2 separate regions of the Mus musculus genome follow, and region 1 is linked to region 2. A link is a contact called in public HiChIP or PLAC-seq data. All regions are on one chromosome and are shown on one strand. Each heading gives the region's core, a stretch centred on a gene start, on an enhancer-like site or on the middle of the called end of the contact. The rest is flanking DNA. Distances are from core to core; before and after follow the strand shown.

What was found. HiChIP or PLAC-seq counts read pairs in DNA pulled down with a chosen protein or histone mark.
Region 1: an H3K27ac HiChIP or PLAC-seq map of microglia shows a contact between it and region 2, with 5 times the contacts expected there. The contact joins the promoter of Topbp1 here to the enhancer-like site in region 2. A contact is called at or near these places in 6 of 39 promoter capture datasets (3T3-L1-derived adipocytes, the HPC-7 cell line, embryonic stem cells and 3 more), 2 of 15 datasets of contacts at CTCF or cohesin (the G1E-ER4 cell line and pro-B cells), 35 of 484 Hi-C or Micro-C datasets (ECoMG myeloid progenitors, the G1E-ER4 cell line, the HL-1 cell line and 21 more), 20 of 115 datasets of contacts at active chromatin or transcription factors (the HPC-7 cell line, the SCID.adh cell line, bone marrow-derived dendritic cells and 11 more) and 4 of 9 other capture datasets (adipose tissue, liver, macrophages and 1 more).

What each region holds. Positions count from the first base shown.
Region 1 is chr9:103,301,157-103,307,433 of GRCm38.p6, reverse strand. It overlaps Topbp1 (topoisomerase (DNA) II binding protein 1), which reads right to left and starts at 2,107. Exons shown (of 28, transcript NM_176979.5): 1 at 2,063-2,107; 2 at 1,247-1,337. The coding sequence starts at 1,330.
Region 2 is chr9:103,237,991-103,243,844 of GRCm38.p6, reverse strand. No RefSeq gene overlaps it. Among named protein-coding and RNA genes, the nearest start is that of Trf, 11 kb to the right of the region's middle. Within about 2 kb of position 2,479, at least 18 of the 459 cell types and tissues checked have an H3K27ac peak or open chromatin away from gene starts, as enhancers often do. A contact at or near this core is called in adipose tissue, bone marrow-derived macrophages, liver and 2 more, where this site is marked.

The DNA.
Region 1 (6,277 bases), core at 858-3,357, 64 kb before region 2:
AACACAAATGAACATTCCATGATGTATTTTGTTTATAAGCATATCCGGATACCTAGTACCTTATACAAGACCCTAGTCTATAATCTTAAGAGAAATAGTTTGCTTTTTTTTAAATTCAGTTTTAAGCTGTAACCCTTCCATGTCTTTCTCCTCCAACAAACATCCTCTGGAAAACCTTAAATTGTTTTGGCTTTTTCTTTTTCATTTTCCCACAGTACTAGACCCCTTATAACACATTACATAGGTACTAGGTTTTGGGGCACACACCTGTAATCTCAGCATGCAGGAAACTGAGGCAGAAGCACAGAGTTCCAGATCAGTCTGGGCTACACTGTGAGACTCAGTCTCAACTCTTTCACTGCCCCCATACTGTGTAGTTTCTTGCTTATCACCTGATTAATACCGATTTCCTGTTCTATGTATGCTGAAAGAGGAGAGATATTTGCTTGTTCTGATCATTGGTGTACCCCAAGTATTATGCTAGAGGAAAACCTGTCAGATGACGGACACTCAATTGATGATTGCTAAGTGAGTGAACTTTAAAAAACAAAACAAACAAACAAACAAAAAAAAAACAGCTAACTTCTCAAACCTGAATATGCACTGGGACTTTTGTTTAAAATGCATATTCTAATTGTCAAATGTGGGTTGGGATCCCAAGGCTCTGCATTTCTAATAGATTCCCAAGCTACAAGGACATTACTAGGGTTTGTGAATGGCAAAGCTCAAAACTACTCCCATCATTCATTCATTCATGAATATGTGTGTGTGTGTGTGTGTGTGTGTGTGTGTGTGTGTGTGTGTGTATGAGAGACAGAGAGAGAGAGACAGAGAGAAAGAGAGAGAGCAAGCAATGAACCAAAACTATTGCATTGTGACTCCGTTTTTCAGTGCTTAAAGGATCAATGGGGTTAGTAAACAAAACAAGTCAGGAACTCTAAGTCAGAGGACTGGGAAGATGGCTCAGACACACACACAAACAGACACAGACCGGGCGGGGGTAGGGGATCAAACTGTAGGTTAACATCCAATTGTCACAATAGATTTCAATCCTCCCAAAAAATATAATGGTAAACTTGCATCAACTAAAAATTATATAGCAGTGATTTATCTGTATTAAGCATATGCTATAGCAAAATTTCATTAAAATTATCTACTTCTAAGACATAAAATCCAACAAAGCAAAAACATTTAAAACATGAAAATGAGCTCAAGTATCAAATAAGACATATCCATTAATTCTTACCTCAAGAGCTTTAAAAAAGCATTCTGAATTGTCCGAAGACTTTAAAAACTTCACAAGAAACGGCTCTTGGTCATTTCTGGACATAGCTGAACTGTGAGAATAAGGCAGTCAAGAAGAACAAAAGTCAGTCAGTCAATCAGGGAATTAAATGTACAAGTCAACTATTTTTGTAGGGTTTTTGGTTTTTTTTTTTTTTTTTTTTAGTTTTGAGACAAGCCCTGGCAGTCCTGGAATTCGCTCTGTAGACTAGGTCTGCCTGGCACTCAAGAGATGCTCGGCCTCTGCCTCACTCAAGCTGGCAAAAAAGGGAGTGTGCCACTACCGCCCGGCCTGCAAATCAACTATTTTCTTATGCAGACAAGAGTGCCTAAGACATAGCTATCTGGCTTGGTTCATCAATTCATTCAAGATGTTTACAAAGGGCCCCAGAAGGTGGGCAAAGTCGAAGAAGAAAAAAAAGGACACGGATCCTTGCAAACGTGAGAACAAAATGAACGTTCCTGATTGAATCCCCTGAGACCCTTGGTTTGGTCCTCAGTCACTCACTGTTCACTTGCATGGGGCTTAAGACGACGCAGGGCGCCGCTGCGGCTACGGGTACCCACAGCCCGCAAGATTTGCTCCTAAGTTAACGAACTCTGAACGCAAGCAGCCACCGTGCAAGGTCGTGCACGCTCGGCCCAGCTCCCAGGGAAAGGAGCGTCCAGGCCGCGGCTCCCCAGGGACCTGAGGCCCACCCGCCGGTTAGGAGAGGCGCGAAGGCCGCAAGAGGCGCCGGGCGGCCACGCCGGCCGGGAGGAGCCGAAGCTCGCTCACCTAGGTGGAGCCCGAGGGCCCACGGGCACCAAGTCGGGGGGCGCGCGGCCGGCAGGACGGCGGCTGGGGTCGGGCGCCAGCCCGGCGCGCAGCCCCCGCCCTCGGCGGCGCCCCCAACCCGAAGCTAACGCTGCAGAACCCGGAAGGGCCAAGACCGGGAACCGACTTTCGCGCCAACCGAGCGGACGCCACACCTCTTCCGGAGGAAGTGGCGTCATCGGGGCCCCCGCTCTGGGAAGCGGAGCGGTCGGAAGAGGGCGGTCCTTGGGCACGCTTTCCCGAGATGCTCTGGGGTCTGGGTTTGCGGCAACAGTTTCGGCTGCGGCGCAGCTCATCGTTCGTGGCGAGGGCCTGCGGGCGGCCGGACCGATCAGCCTTAAGTCCAGAACGTGCAGAAGTGGGGCGAGGGGGTCCAGTGGCGAGTTCTCCTGACGGTGCCGGGGCAGCGCATGAAGCTAATAGCGGCTTGTGGGTGGGAGGATGTTAAGAAAGTCAAGGTCTGACTCCCCAAAGTGGATGAACAATCAATCCTTACCAAAGCCAAAAACAGTAACGGAAAGAAGACTGGGTGATGAAAGGCACGCTAGATTATTGATTAGGTTATATTCACATTCAAGACTTTTAAAATATGTATTTCTAAGCCGAGCAGTGGTAGAGCACACCTTTAATCCCAGCACTTGGGAGGCAGAGGCAGGCGGATTTCTGAGTTGCCAGCCTGGTCTACAAAGTGAGTTCCAGGACAGCCAGGACTATATAGAGAAACCTGTCTTGAAACTCCACCCCCCCCCCCCCAAAAAAAAGTATTTCTAGATATCCTCTATCAGGTGTATAATTGGCAAAGATTTTCTCCCATCTGTATGCTTATTCATTTGATTAATTTTTCTTTGCTGTGCACAACCTTTTAACTTCACGCAATCCCATTTCATTTGTCCGTTGTTCGTATTATATCCTGAGCAACTAGGGCCCTATTCAGAAAGCCCTTGACTATTTTGGTTTCAGGATTTCAGTTCTGACATTAAGGTCTTTAATCCATTTGGAGTTGATATTTGTGTAACGCAAGAGAGATTAAGATCTAGTTTCCTTCTTTTATGTATGGCTATCCAATTTTCCCGGCACAGTTTATTACAGAAGTTGGTTTTTTTCTTTTCTGATGTGTACTTCCGGCATTTTGTGACAAAGAATCTTTACTTAGCCAAACCTGTAGTCTGACTACTGGTCGTTCTCCTTGTAAAAATCCAGTTAGATCCTGCCACCTTTGATAGCTCATGCCCTTTCTCATTTTTCACTGTCCCCAGGTAATATCTGACTATTCTGGCCTATCTACAGTAAGAAAACTCTTAGGTTCTAACCAAAACCCCATTCTTATGTTACCTCTTAAAAGTTGCTAAGGGTAGCCGGGGGCAGTGGTGGATCACGCCTTTAATCCCAGCACTCAGGAGGCAGAGACAGAGGCAGGCGGGATTTCTGAGTTCAAGACCAGCCTGGTCTACAAAGTGAGTTCCAGGACAGTCTGGGCTACACAGAGAAACCCTGTCTCGAAAAACAAACAAACAAACAAACAAACAAAAACAAAAAAAAGTTGCTAAGGGTAAATTATTGATAAAATGCTGAATTATTAGCCACCCCCAGCTTTATTTTATTTTATTTTATTTTTTGAGACAGAGTTTCTGCATAGCCTTGGCTGTCCTGGAACTCACTGTGTAGGACAGGTTGGCCTTGAACTCAAGAGATCTTGCCTTTGCCTCCCGGAATGCTGAGATTAAAGGTATGCCACCACGCCCAACACAAACTCTATTCTTTTAAGTACAATATATTTAGGGTTGCTGGTCACTGTAGTGATTATAATGGTCCTGCTTTAAAGGTATCATTAACTTTTTTCATTTACAGGATATCGATAACACTGGCGCAGAGGTAAATGCCCACTAGGGAAAAGAAGGGAAATACTTAGTATTGGAGGTAAGGGTCTGAGGATGTAGCTCAGTTGGTAGAGCACTTGCCTAGCATAAAAGTCCCTGGGTTCCATCTTCAGGGCCATATAACACTGGTTGCATCCTAGCTAAGCAGGAGGTATCTTGGGATACATGAGACCCTGCAGTGCCTTGAAGAAATTATTAGAGCTGTGAAAAAGAAGCCACAGTTGATGTCTAAAATGCAGTTCTGTCCTGAAGTTGTCATCATATCTGTAGGATACTTGATAGGTCACCAAGGACTGAGGAGAGTCAGGGCAAGAACTAAAGCAGAGGCCAAAGACAACCAGGCTTACACCCACTGCTTGCTCAAGCCTGCTTTCTTAGATCACCTAGGATCACCTCCCCTGGGGTGGCACCACCCACAATGGTCTGGGCCCTCCCACATCAATCACTAATCAAGAAAATGCCCTTCAGAGCAGTCTATAGGCGATCTGATAAATGACCATGGTATATGTTTATGCATTTAACACAGTATATTTTTACTTTGATTATGTGTGTTTGTGCACATGAATGTAATGCCCATAGAAGCCAGGAGGTGGCATCAAATCTCCAGAGCTGGAGTTACAGGCAGTTGGGAGCTGTCTAACATGGAAACAAAACTTGGGTCCTCTGGAAGAGTAGCAAATTCTCTTCACCACTGACGCACCTCTGCAGCCCCACCACAACATACATTTTATTGAGGCGTGTGTTATGTATGTTCACATGTGTGCAGGTACACATGTGTGCTCAAGTATATGACAGTCAGGTGCCAGCCCCAGCTGTTATTCCTCAGGTATCACCCACCTTGATGTTTTTTTTTTTCTTTTTTTAGTTGAAAAGGGCTCGTTTGTTTTACTTAAAGGGTTTTATATTTAAATTCCCAGCATTTCAAGTGAATATGTATAAATACAAGAGAGCTTAGCAAACAGCCTCTATTGCTACAGAGCTAACTTGAAGTGGCCTAGCAGCTATGAAAGCTGATAGCTTCAGCTAGCTGGAAAGTACAGCCTACCGACAGTGTGAGTTCCAGGGAGAGGGCTCTAAAGTAGAATGCCAACATCACATGTAGATTGTTCCCGGCTGTGTTTAAGTAGATCGTGTAAGGAGACACTCTGAGAAAAAAGTGGCTTCCTTGCCAAAAAATGTAGGGGGCTACATTGTTAGAAAAGCCAATTGTATCTAGGTCCTAAAAAGAAGAGAAACCTAAGAGGCTTTTGAGTCATGGCCATGAGAGCCTATATATGGAGGAAAGATGGAGGAGTATAGGACTCTTCTGGGCTGAGTAGGCGCCATCAAGTGAGATATATTCCCATTCCAGAAACAATGGCTTCAATGTCTGTTGTTTCAGGATTCTGGAGTTAATATTCTACCTTTATCCTTACCACCAACATCGTTCGTTCTCTCTCTCTCTCTCTCTCTCTCTCTCTCTCTCTCTCCCTCCCTCTCCCTCTTTCCTCCCTCTTTCTCTCTCCCTCTTTGGTTTTCTGTGATTCTGTTTCACTCTATGGCCAGGCTGGGTTGGAACTCATTATGTAGCCCAGGCTGGCCTAGTGCCTGTGCTGTTCCTCCTATCTCAGCCTAGCAAATGCTTGGATTGTAGCAATGAGTCATCACAACTGGTCCATGCTTCTTTCATGGATGACTGTCTTGTTACTTGAAGGAGACTTACAATGGCTCCAAAGGGTCAGAGTCCACAGTGGTCGGGGCAGCATAGCAGCTGGCAGCTTCCTCAGCTCTTGAACTACAAACACAAGGCAGAGCAAACTGCAAGTAGGCAAGTCGTTTCGTTTGAGTCTTAAACTCCAACCCCAGTGATCTGCTTTGTCCAAGCGCGACTGCACTGACTTGGGTCGGAGAGTCATTCTTCAGTAACATGGTCCTAAGCGGGAGATGGACATTAGATAAGAAGATAGAGAGAAAATCTGGGGTCGGGAGGTCTCATGCGAGCTATGTCTTAGGACAAGCAACTACAGCATCTCAGACACCATTTTGAGAGAAGAAATGGGACTAAGTCAGCAGAAACTGTCCTACGAAGGGACGAAGTCAACAGGAAGGTAATCAAACAGTGTTGCACAAGGGGAGCAAGGGGTATCTCAAGAACATTACAGACCGGGTACACAGTGGCCTTGGACTGATAACCATAGCCCCACACGCTGGGAAGAGAACAGAAGCTACAGATCCCCACCCAAAAGCCCTGGCCCAGGGCCATTACTGGGTCTGCCAAGCAGGTTCATTCTCCGTACATCAGAGCCTCAGGAAAAGACTC
Region 2 (5,854 bases), core at 1,230-3,729:
CCCTGGGAGCCTTGGACTCTGCTCAGTTTATCTGGTCACCTGCCTATGAGTCCACCTGAAAGTCCGAGTCTTAACATCTCTTGACGAACTAACAGGGAGAATTAAATTCTGAAATAAACCTGGGGGAAATGAGAGGTACTTTCCAGGAACAAGACAAAGGGGACATCTCAGGGCACCAGCCCAGTTCTAGGCTCCTGTGTCCTTGCTCTACTGGGCAGTGGACCAGCTATATCCACTGCCTGGCTCCAGTTTTCTGTTTTTTGTTTTTTTTAATCTGTGAAGTGAGGTTGTTATAGTAGATGCTCTCTCCCTACCTGTGTCTTGCTGACAGGCCCAGTAGTAATGGAGGGGATCATGATTGCCACCTGTCAGCTCAGAGCCAGCATCTCACTAGCAAGGTCAGTAGCTGTCATAACAGGGAAGATATTTGCATTTCTATCACTAATGGGATAGTGGGGCTTAAGAGTAAAAAGCTTGCCTGTTTTTAGATACCTTGTTTTGTGGCCTAGGATTGAAGTAGAGTCTTTATATGTTTTATTACTCCTTGGATGGCACAAGATGGTACTCAGCCCAGGTTAGATGTATAGATGGAGGTCACCAGTAATTTGTATACAGACACACAAACAACTCCTAGCTAAGTCTTCTAGCGTGCACTGCCTAGGATCTATTGATCAGCACCTTTTAAAAGGTTCCCCGATAAAATGGAACCTGAGAGGTGAGTACTCAGGAGGAAGAAGTAGTTGAGTGGTTGTGAGTTTAATGCCATCCTAGTCTACGAAGTGAGGTACAGGCTAGCCAGGGATACATACTAAGAACCTGTCTCAAAAAACAAGCAAAAAAACCCTAACAATAATAAAAATAACCACCAAAACAAGAAATTGGACCTGAGGAGCTAAGTTCTGAAGACTGTACCTAAAGGACTTAAGGGGGGGGGTGCTGAATATTGGTCAGATTATAGACAAAATTTTTAAAAAATAGCAATATATCAACACTGTATTAGGTCAATTATTAACATATCCTGAGATCTGGCACCTCTGACCTCTGTGGTTGCCTTAGCTCACATGAAAACCCTCTGCCTCTACCATATAATTAAAAATAAGAATAAAACGGGGTTGGAGAGATGGCTCAGTGATTAAGATTCCAGAGGACCTTAGTTCATTTTCTAGTACCCATATCAGACACCTCACTAATTTAGATCCTCTATTAACTAGGCAAAACACACACACACACACACACACACACACACACACACACACTCATACGCACACACAACAGGGTCTTATGTATCCCAGGATAGCCTCAAACTTGTTATATAGCTAAGACTAGGTTGGTACTCTTGATTCTGCTGTCTCTACTTCCCAAGTGATAGGATTACATGCATGCACATTGTGAGTGTGTGTGTGTATGTATGTATGCATGTATGTATGTAGCTGCTGTGCACATGTATGTGTGTAGAGGCCATAGATCAATGTTGGGTGTCTCCCTCATCATTCTCCACCTTATATTTTTAAAACAAGAGTCTCTCACTGAGCTTGTAGTTCACCAATTCAGCTAGTCTGGCTAGCAAGTGAGGCCCGACAACCCTCTGTCTCTGCTCTCCAGTGCTGGGATCACAGCTGTAAGCAGCCACACCTGGCTGTTTATATGGGTGCCGGGATCTGAACTCTGGTCTTCATGTCAGCTCGGCAAGCACTTTACCAACTTATTAGCCATGTCTCCAGTCAGCTAGGGTAGGCATTACTAATCTCTCCAGCTGGCTAGGGTAGGCATTACTAATCTCTCCAACTGGCTAGGATAGGCATTACTAATCCAATCCTCCTACTGGATGAGGAGCAGCCACAGGAGGGAGGGGCTTAACTAACTTGCTTAGTTCATAATCTACCCTACAGGTCTTCATTTATATGATCAAGTCACTTAAGTCGCTGGAGACTTAAGGGTGCCTTTAGCAGGGAGGACCACGATGTGACCTCTTGTCCCCATCTTGTCTTTCCTGCTAGGACTTCCTCCAATGTTTGAATAGTTCCTCTTCTATCAGGATGGCATCTGTGAAGACCTTCTACAAATCAGGATCTGGGACTGACTCTTCTTCTGCAAGCCAACTTCTCTATTTGAGAATCTCCCAGTGTTTGAAACTCCAGACTCTTTGCCATCTAGTTCTCTGGCCTACTTTATAGTTCTCAGAATACCCTGCCTTCCTTTCCAGGCCAAAGCTTCCTACTTTGTCCCCTGGGAGAGGAATCCCTGGAATTGGGGACTGAAGAAGTTTCTGTGACAGATGTGGTGTCTCTGTCACTGTTTTGCATTTCCTTCCCAAATCTGCCATACTGTGGGACATTAAACTGTGACCCTGGACTCTAACCTCACCTTTTGCAGGTCTGTCCAGATGTCTGGTAAACAGCATGCCACAGAAGACCTGCATTCCTGCAGGCCCCGCTTTGGTCAGGGACTTTTGTTCCTTTACACATGAGACTTGACAGAGTCCACTCAATTCCGGGGTCAGTGGCCTCTCTAGTTGGCTTTTGAGTTAGGTAGAGCCTGGCTGGGTTGTACTGGACTAGGAAAGGAACTTCTTAGCAGCTCCTCCATTGCAGAATGAAAGTCTTGGGCTTTCACATACAGCTCTGGTCTCTCCTAGTTGACCGCAGCAGAATGACTGGATGGGTGGAAAGGAGTCAAAGCTTTGTTTCACTGGAAGGTTCTGCGAGGCTCTGCTCTGCTCTTCACAGTCCTCTGGGTACTGTGGAGAAAAGATAGTCTTCCTCTCTCTCCTCCCTTTCCCTCTCCTTCTCTTGTCCTTTTACTGGAAATAAACAAAAAACAATAAAATTGGATCCATTCTCCTCTCCTCCCTTCCCCTGCCCTCCCCTTCTCTCCCCTCCCCTCCCCTCCTCTCCTCTCTTCTCTTCTCCTGGAGTGGCTGAGACTGAAGCACATAAGAGCCTGAGGCTGTGAAGGGACCTGGAGGATAAGGAGAATAATGATGCACAGAAGCAAAGAGAAAGGAGAGTGAGATGGGGGGATGGGAGTACCCAGTTCTCACTGATAGGACGGGGAAGGAGACATCTAGATAGATGGTGGGTTATGGTTCAATTGCATTGAGCTCTCCCTGCAATGATGGAGAGAAGAAAGCTAGAATGCATACTGTGGTTTAACTGGGGCTCGCTCAGTCAGTCAGTGTGAACTCATGGTTGCCAGAGAGGAAGACAGAAACAGTGAGAAGGCACACACACACACAGAATGCAAAATAGGTACAGCTATGTGTGTACTTACAAGCGGGTGCACACAAACACACACACATACATGTGCATCCTAGCTGTGTGTGCAGAAGAGTCTTGTGGTCTATGAGTCCTCAGCAGCAGGCTCTCAGAATGCACTTCTGAACACCATTCTCCACTACAAGGTTAATTAAGTCTCCATGGAGTTTTTGGTTCCATAAACACAAACCCCGGAGACGGTGCAGAGAAAACACAAGGTGGACTTGATTGATGGGGCTTTTTTTTTTTAGAGGACACAGTCTGTCCTGGCAACAGAGGGGTGATAATGAGAAGACAAGGGTTGGAGGGATGGCTTGGTGGGTAAATGCACTTGCCACTAAGCCTGATAGTCCTAGCTCAGCCCCAGGAATCCACACTGTCGTCTGATCTCCACACACTGCCACAGCACACGGGTGCTCACAAATATACACATGCAGGTGTGAAATGACTAAGTAAGTATATATAAACAAAGCAACTATCCTTGAGAGACAAATAAAGTGACTAGTGATGTTCTGGGTTATAATCTACAGCATAAAATCGGAACCCATGAGCCCACACTGATCTAAATGATAGATAAATGTGTGAAGGGGAGGCTTTTCCTTACTTTACGATGCTCATCAATGAATCTAGAGGGAATGAGAGGATCAGAGTGTCAACATTTGGTTATCGGTGCAGGACCAAGTCATTCTGGCAAGAATCACCACTGAATGCTAAGACCAGCGGGCAAAAATCCTACTAGGAGAAAAATGTGAAATAGTCTCTAAGTATTTCTTTGGAGACTTCTTACTAATTGAAAACAGGGCTCGGTGGTAAAACCTACCAGATACCCTCACCAAGAAACAGTTAACCACACAGCAAGGCAACAAGTCACCATGGCAGCCTGTGCCATGTGATACAATGTCACCTCTTCTAGGTAGTTGCCAGAATCAGGAAATCAAAGTCTCATGATGAGGTAATCTCAGAAAAACCCAGGTCAAGGAACTCTCCCCAGAAATAGCTGTCAAATACAAAAGAGCACGCTAAATCCCACCAGCGTGATACAGCTCAGCCAAATCCGGAACACTGGAAATTCTGCGGGACAAAGATCTGGTTTCTTTGAAGTCCCTTTCAGATACTTTATTGAAGTAAACAGCATAAAATGTAGGTGATCACTTTAGAGCAAAAGAGACTCTGGGATAGCCCTCATGTAGCATGCAGATCTCGATAGACCTCACGTAGCATGTAGAACCCATTTAGGATCTACTTTGAGCTCCTAGTTTAATTTGCTTTTAGACCCGCATAGACATTTGTAGATTGACTGAGCAATAAGGGAGCTGGTGACCATTCAGCAACTAGGAGACCTTCCCTTTGTGTCTGACAACCTGAGTCCAACCTCAAGATCCACAGTGGAAGGAGAGGAACAACTCTGAAAATTGTCCTCTGGCCTCCATACTTGCAAGCGAGCACATGTGCACACATGCAGACACAAATAACAAAGAAATAACAAAGTCATGTTGGAGAGTAGCAAATAGATGGTAATAGAGCATCAACATCAATTTCTATAGATGTCAGTAGTGTTATGCAAAATTTCCTGTGTGTTAAAGATATATCGCATACTGGGGGAAATAAGATAATTGTCACTTCAGAAAAAAAAAGGAGGGGGGAAGGGGGAAGACGGGTGAAAGAAAATAGACAAAACACTGAGCATTGTTGGAACTGGGGGTTGTCTGTGGGCGTTTCCTATGTTACTGACTCACTTTTGTGGATATTTGAAAACTCTCATGTGAAGGAAGGGAAAGTATCTGAAAGGGACTTCAAACCCCAGAAGTAAAATCTAAAGTTTATTTTCCTTCTTAATGTAGGAAGTGGGAGTGAGAATAGCGACTAGCCATTGCGGTGATGTGTAGGTACACACCCTTAAGAACGAGCTTGAGTGAGCCAAACAAGGACAAGAACAAGAGACATGCTCACACAAGGCCTCAACCTTATACAAAGAGCTCTAGGCTCCAAGGATTGCTGAGAGCAGGAGAAATAGCCTTCCCCAGGGAAGAGCACACCAACTGGTTATCAAATACCAAATGTTCAGCCAGCTCTGAAAACATACACAAGTAACATTATACAGGCTAGGCAGCCTGTATGTGTGTGTTTAGGAATACAGGTGAATACACAGGTATATATGTAACAACAATCAATGAAAAAAAGACGCCATGAATTTGAAAGAGAGCAAGGAAGGGTACATTGGAAAGTTTGGAGAGAGGAAAGGGAAGGGTGGAATAATGTAATTATAATCTCAGAAAGTATACAAAATATTTTTTGAAAGGGTGTGTGGTTGACTGTGTCTTTTTTGTTCACTGCCTTTAGTACAAGAGCACTCTAGAAACAACTTATGTTACTATATGCACCATCACCACCTGAATTGGTTATACTATAGATCTTGGTGCAGGGTTGGGCAAGGAGGTCAGAAAAAAAAAAGCCCTAAATGCAATCTATTCTTATCTTGTATGCCTTGCCTTGTACAACCAGCAAACGCATGGAGACTTTTGTATTTGTATGTGACCTGTGGAAATATATGGTCATTTTATATCAAAGACATGCAAACATTTCACGTGCTGGAATCTATA